Linked DNA regions of Sus scrofa: region 2 is linked to region 1. The links are chromatin contacts, called in public Hi-C maps. All regions are on one chromosome and are shown on one strand. Each heading gives the region's core, a stretch centred on a gene start, on an enhancer-like site or on the middle of the called end of the contact. The rest is flanking DNA. Distances are from core to core; before and after follow the strand shown. Region 1 holds the start of C1H15orf52. Region 2 overlaps IVD (isovaleryl-CoA dehydrogenase).

Region 1 (3,135 bases), core at 316-2,815:
TTCATTTCTGCTGCGCCATGACAGGAACTCCTTATAATTATTTTAATAACCAAGTGGGATGACGCTATATATGCTCTGGAAAAGGGCAAAGGCTGTGATCCCAACAGGCCATTGTAAATTGGAAGAACGCCACCAGGGGGCCTTCCGTTTGGCGCAGTGGAAGGCATAGGGTGAAACATGGCAGCCCAGCCCCTTTCCCTCTTCCCATACTACCAGGGAGGAGGGAGGAAGAGGTGCCAGTCGGACTTGTTTCCGCTGCACCACAATGGGAACTCTTCATGTTACTATTTTGTATTAATTTTTTTCTGCCCTTTTTTCTTTTTTTTAGGGCCCCATTTAGGGCATATGGAAGTTCCCAGGCTAGGGGTCAAATCAGAGCTACAGCTGCTGGTCTACACCACAGCCACAGCAATGCCGAATCTTTAACCCACTGAGTGAGACCAGGGATCGAACCTGCATCCTCATGGATACTAGTTGGGTTTGTTTCCGCTGAACCACGGTGGGAACTCCAGAGGACATATTACTATTGAACCAGGTGCTCCTGATACCAAGGGTTGGGATCTAAGGGTTGGGATCACCAGACAAGCTGCTCCCTTGAGCAGAGACAGCAGCCTCAGGTGTACTGGGAAGATGTGGGGAGAAATTTTCCCAAGAAAAGCTGCATCCTTTCTCAGGATCCGAGAGGCTGAAAGGACTATCCCCGGAGAACATGGCCAGGAAGGGCCCAGAGTCAGGAGCCTGAGCTGTGGTGGCACAGGCCCTGCAGGAATTTCCCCATAGCAAGGGAAGCAGCTGTACTTTAACATACAGGCCAGGAGTTCCTGTTGTGGCTCCATGGGTTAAGAACCTGACATAGTGTCCTTGAGGATGTGCATTTGATCCCTGGCCTTACTCATTAGATTAAAGATCCGGCGTTGCTGCAAATTCTGGCATAGATCACAGATGTATCTCAGATCCCCTATTGCTGTGGCTATGGTGTAGGCTGGCACCTGCATCTCCAATTTGACCCCTGGCTTGGGAACTTCCATAGGCTGCAGGTGAGGCCCTACAAAGAAAAAAAAATCAAAATAAAATACAGGCTATGTTCCACCTAAGGAATGCATGACTAATAGTGTTATTTTAGGTATGCAGTAGTACTTGGTGGCTTAGGGAAAGTGAGCTTCTTGATCCCTTTGAATTACTTAAATCAGCGCAGATGAGGAGAGTGAGGTGAGGCTCATTTTGAGGGTGGGGGGTGGGGGTGGTCCCTCATACCAGGGAGTGCAGTGGGCTGGGCTGTAGGTCTTTATCTACTAATGGGAGGGACAGAGGCCTCCTAGGTGCCCCTCTGTCTGCAAGCAGGACCAGGCAGGGGTGTTACTGGGTCACAGGGCCTGGGGCAGCCAGGCCCTCTATGGGGGCTTAGCCTGCCAGGAAGAAACCCCTACCAGTCTGTCTGGGGACGCTGGGGCAGGGAGGTGCCGGGCAGGGCCAGCTGGCTGCTGGTGCCCTGGGTCCTCGCCCTCTGAGAGTGGATGGGTGGGGGCAGTGGCCGCGGAGTTCCTGGCTGGGAGCCCAGAGGAGTCTTTTGTAATCACAACATGATCTCGTGTGCTGAGCTGCAAAGCCGGCAGGGAGAGACCGGCAGAGGCCCGGCTCTGTGGCTCCGGCTTCCCTCCCGCTCTGGCTCCCCCAAGACTGTTCTGGAATTCTCTCGGTGCCCTCTGTGGCCATGCACTCGGCTGTGAGTGGCACCTTGCCTTTGGCGGGGGGCTTCTTGGGGCTGGGACATCAGGCGGCCACACTCTGGGGCAGCTGGGGACAGCTGGGCCTGGGAGGAAGAGGGCTGTGCCGGGGCGGGTGGGGGAGCTGGGCAGGGGCATTGGCCACAACGGAATCTCAGCAGCCAGAAGAGAGGGACCCAGGGATCTCAATGCCGAGGCACCCTGTTCCCAGGGCGCCTCCTGGGCTGGGCCTGCCCATGGAGCCGGCTCCTTCCTGCCCCGACTGCCAGCAGCTCGCAGCCTAGAGAGGTTGGGCCTGTGGGAGCGCTTCTTTCCCACAAGCTGGGCACAGGCCTGGGGAGTGGGGTGCAGGGCCTGGGAGCCCAGGACGGAGTAGGGACCTTTCTCTTCACTGCGGTTCTGGGCCTGGGAGCCAAACAGCTCCCCCCGACCTCCTGAATCCCCTGGCAACTTCCCAGTCACGGCAGGTTCCGCTGCCAGAGCCATTTATAACTCCCATTCCAGGCTCTGCTCAGCAGTGGCGCTCCCTGGAGAGCCTGGGGGAGGGGCAGCCAGTGCTGGGAGCTGCGGGCCTGGATATGAGGCCCTAACCTGAACCCCGGAGGAGGCAGAGAGATGGACAGGCAGGTCTAGCGGGGTGGGGGCTTGGGGCCTTCCATGGGACCCTAGCTCTGGGTCTGGGGTCTCTTCTTTGGGTGGTAAGAGTATGGTTGGGTGGGTATGTGAAAGCTGAGGACCTAGGAAGGCCTGGGCCCAGGAGTCAGGAGCTTGGGCCCCCTGCCCTCAGCAGGGGCCTCATGGGGCTGAGTCCCCGATGAGCAGGCAGGAGGAGAAGGATGCAGAGCTGGACCGGAGGATAGTTGCCCTTCGCAAGAAGAACCAGGCCTTACTGCGCAGGTACCAGGTGAGTGGGCTGTGACGGGCCGGGAGGACTGACTGAGTTGGCCTTCGAGATCTGACCTACAGACCCCTGCATGGTGATCTCTCCCTGCAGGCTCTGGGCCTGGGGCCAGGAGTAGGGTGGGTGTGTTCCATCTCAGAGGCTCTGAGAGGGTCTTGGGGACCCCATGATGGGGTGCCTCTGCCCCTGGTGTCTCACCGGTGTTTCTCTGTGTAGGCCTGTCAGTGTCTCTGTCTCTGTGCATCTGGGGCGGGTATGGCCTGTGCTGACCCCAGGCCCTCCTGCAGGAGATACAGGAAGACCGTCGGCAGGCGGAGCAGGGGGGCATAGCGGTGACCACGCCGGAGCTCCTCCGTCCTGACGGCCTCACTGTCACCATCAGCCAGGTTCCTGGAGTAAGCCCCACTCCAGAGCTGGGAGGTGGGGGGTGGTCGGGTGCTGGCTAGGAGGGGGAGGCCCAGCTGCCCCTGCTCCTCTGCTTCCCCATTCATGTTCTGGGGTAAACCTACC
Region 2 (3,118 bases), core at 419-2,918, 79 kb before region 1:
ACACCAACTGGTTAAAACATACCATTCTGTCACATTCTGAACATCTTGGGCTGGTTGTTCCAGATACACTTGAAACCAAATAAAACCACCATTTTATTTTATTTTTGTATTTTTAGGGCTACACCCAGGGCATATGGAGGCTCCCAGGCTAGGGGTCAAATCGTAGCTACAGCTGCTGGCCTATGCCATGGCCACAGCAACATGGGATCTGAGCCATGTCTGTGACCTGTACCGCAGCTCACGGAAATGCTGGATCCTTAACCCAATGAGCAGGGCCAGGGATTGAACCTGCATCCTCATGGACATTAGTTGGGTTTGTTACTGCTGAGCTACAATGGGAACTCCCAAGATCATTTTAGCCACATTCCTCTCCAGCACAACAAGGAGCAGGGTAGGCAAGAAGCCCTGGATACACAAGCCTCTCAGGACAGGACTGGGCTGGGGCTGGTAAAGAGCTAAAACCACCTGTCAGAAGCATCAGGCTGGGGACAGCTCTTGGCTACAGGCCAGGACTAGTAGTTAGAAGAGGCACCACTGGGCTGCAGGCCAAGAAAACCAGTTCTCTCTTAGGGACCTTCGATGGGGTGGGACAACCCAAACCTTTTCCACTGTGCTCCATCCAGGTGGACATGCAAGGGGGCCCCAGGCTGGCATTCTCAGAACCCCTATTTCTGCTGGTCTGGATTCTATCTCCAGTTCTGACCTTGGGAAAATCGAATTGTCTTGATTTTTATTTTGTCTTTTGAGGGTCGTACCCACGGCATATGGAGATTCTCAGGCTAGGGGTCTAATCGCAGTTGTTGCTGCCAGCCTATGCCAGAGTCACAGCATTGCCAGATCTGAGCCACATCCACAGCTCACAGCAATGCCGGATCTTTAACCCACCAAGCAAGGCCAGGGACTGAACCCGCAACCTCATGGCTCCTAGTTGGATTCATTTCTGCTGAGCCACAATGGGAACTCCTATTTTATTTTGTCTTTTTAGGGCATATTGAGGTTTGCAGGCTAGGGGTCTAATTGGAACTGTAGCTACTGGCCTACACAATAGCCACAGCAACACCAGGGATCAAACCTGCATCCTCATGGATACTAGTCAGATTTGTTTCCGCTGAGCTTCGACGGGAACTACTGTCTTGATTTTTAAAAACACTTTGTGATGGTTTCAGGAAATTTACGAGCTTCTCTCAAGCTCCAACACTCTTACCACTGTGGCTCGCTCTCTTTTTTTTTGAACATCACTAGGAGGTCTGGGAAAGGGAGGTTGAGAACTTCTTTATCCTAAGAGCTGTTTCGTTCCCCCCCCCCCCCGCCACGCCGCCCGCCCCACCAATAAGCAATGAGTAGGCTGAAGGGCAGGAGCAGAACCTGGACCAGCCACTCTCCAAGGACAGAGAGCTGGAGCCAGACAGAGGGCAGTAGCAAATAGAGTCCTTCTCCCCCAAAACCACCAGTTAAGAAGCAGATGGGTTTGCTTCATAATGTTTAATACAAAACTGCAGCAGCCTCTGTGCAGTTGTAACAAAATTAGCCATAGGGTGTCCAGAGAAAGGTATGTGGACAGCCTTGGCTGGAGCTGAGCCAGCCAACCCAGGCCTGCTGCCCAGTCAGCTGTGGGCTGTCATGTGGCCAGGGCTGGATGGTGGCAATGTCAGCACAGTGCTGGGCAGCATTGAGCCCGCCCTTCACGAGCATGCTGACCTCTGCCCTACTGTAGGCTCTGGATGGCACAGATGTTGAGATGCCTATTCCCAGAGTGCCACCCCAGTATGGTAGGATTTCAGCCCTAAAGACTAAGGGATGGGAGTTCCTGCTGTGGCAAAATGCAATCAGCAGCGTCTTTGCAGTACCAGGATGCAGGTTCGATCCCTGGCCTGGCGCGGTGGGTTAAGGATCGACATTGCCGCAGCTGTGGTATAGGTTGCAACTGCAGCTCAGATCTAATCCCTGGCCCAGGAACTCCATGCACTGTGGGGTAGCAAAAAAAAAAAAGGATTGAGGGACGGAGGGACTGCTGCAGAGGCAGTGCCCACTCACAAGCTGCTGGAGCTGATGCCTCTGGAAACTGGCAGAAACAAAGGCTAGGTTTGGGGGGGTACCTTTCCCCAGAAAGAAAAGAGCCTATCAAGTTCAAATTCATAGAGAGTGGCAATGCTTCTGGTGTGCTTGAGCACAGGGTTCCCTGGCGGAGGTACACCCGAGATAAAGGTACCTGCCCTGGGAGGTGAGGGCATCAGGCTCAGAGAGGGCAAGGGCACATAGCCATCCAAGGAGCCCCAGAAAAGCCAGCGTGCTTCCTGAGAAGTCCATTTGAAGCCACTGCATGTTTTTCCTGGGTTGGCAGGAGCTGCCCCATCTCTCCTTCCAGAGAAAGGCCTTGAGGTGCCGGGGAAGGAAGCAAAGGATCTTGGGGTTAGTGGAAGTCTGTGTTGAAGGCTCTCCCGATGATCAGCCGCCTCACCTCACTGGTGCCAGCCCCAATCTCATACAGCTTGGCATCTCGCAGAAATCGGCCCATGGGAAAGTCGTTGATGTAGCCATTGCCACCTGCAGCCGTGGTTTGGACAGAGAAGAGAGGACAACGGGAAAAATAATGGGCAGTGAGCACAGCAAGGAGACCCAGTTCATAGACATGGGTTAGGAGGAAAGACTGATTGAAGAAAAGCAGAAAAAGAGGGTGAGAGGGAGGGTGTGGGGAATATCAAGTGGTGGGGAGGGTGGACAGGAGGCTGGAAGGCCACTCAAAGCGCTGAGGAGGCCAGGCAAAGGTGGGGGAGAACCCCTGGCAGATAGGGAGATGGGGGACAAGAACCTACTGCACAGCACTTACTGGGTGCCAGGCCCAGAGGGGGAGTAATTTGTACAAGTCACAAAGTCCAACAGTGGTAGAGCTGGGATTCAAACCTAGCCCATCTGGCTCAAGCTTGCAGTTTTTTGGGGTTTTTTTGTTTTTCTTTTTCAGACATACCTATGACATATGGAAATTCCCAGGCCAGGGATCGAATCCAAGACACATCTGCAACCTATGCCACAGCTGTGGCAATTCTGGATCCTTAACTAACTGTGCCAGGCTAGGGATCAAACTGGTGCTATCACAGAGATAAGACATCATTAACCCACT

Evidence for each region. A called contact is a pair of places that touch in the nucleus more often than the background predicts.
Region 2: a contact with region 1 is called in a Hi-C map of fetal skeletal muscle, with 2.8 times the contacts expected there. The contact joins the enhancer-like site here to the promoter of C1H15orf52 in region 1. A contact is called at or near these places in 4 of 5 promoter capture datasets (fetal liver, fetal skeletal muscle, liver and 1 more), 22 of 47 Hi-C or Micro-C datasets (alveolar macrophages, blood, embryonic fibroblasts and 11 more) and 2 of 2 datasets of contacts at active chromatin or transcription factors (alveolar macrophages and skeletal muscle).

What each region holds. Positions count from the first base shown.
Region 1 is chr1:130,973,070-130,976,204 of Sscrofa11.1, forward strand. It overlaps C1H15orf52, which reads left to right and starts at 1,566. Exons shown (of 12, transcript XM_003353393.4): 1 at 1,566-1,635; 2 at 1,638-1,723; 3 at 2,515-2,628; 4 at 2,913-3,020. The coding sequence starts at 1,581.
Region 2 is chr1:130,894,078-130,897,195 of Sscrofa11.1, forward strand. It overlaps IVD (isovaleryl-CoA dehydrogenase), which reads right to left. Exons shown (of 12, transcript NM_001167635.1): 12 at 2,411-2,544. The coding sequence ends at 2,411. Among named protein-coding and RNA genes, the nearest start is that of IVD, 15 kb to the right of the region's middle. Within about 2 kb of position 1,669, at least 2 of the 83 cell types and tissues checked have an H3K27ac peak or open chromatin away from gene starts, as enhancers often do. A contact at or near this core is called in fetal skeletal muscle, where this site is marked.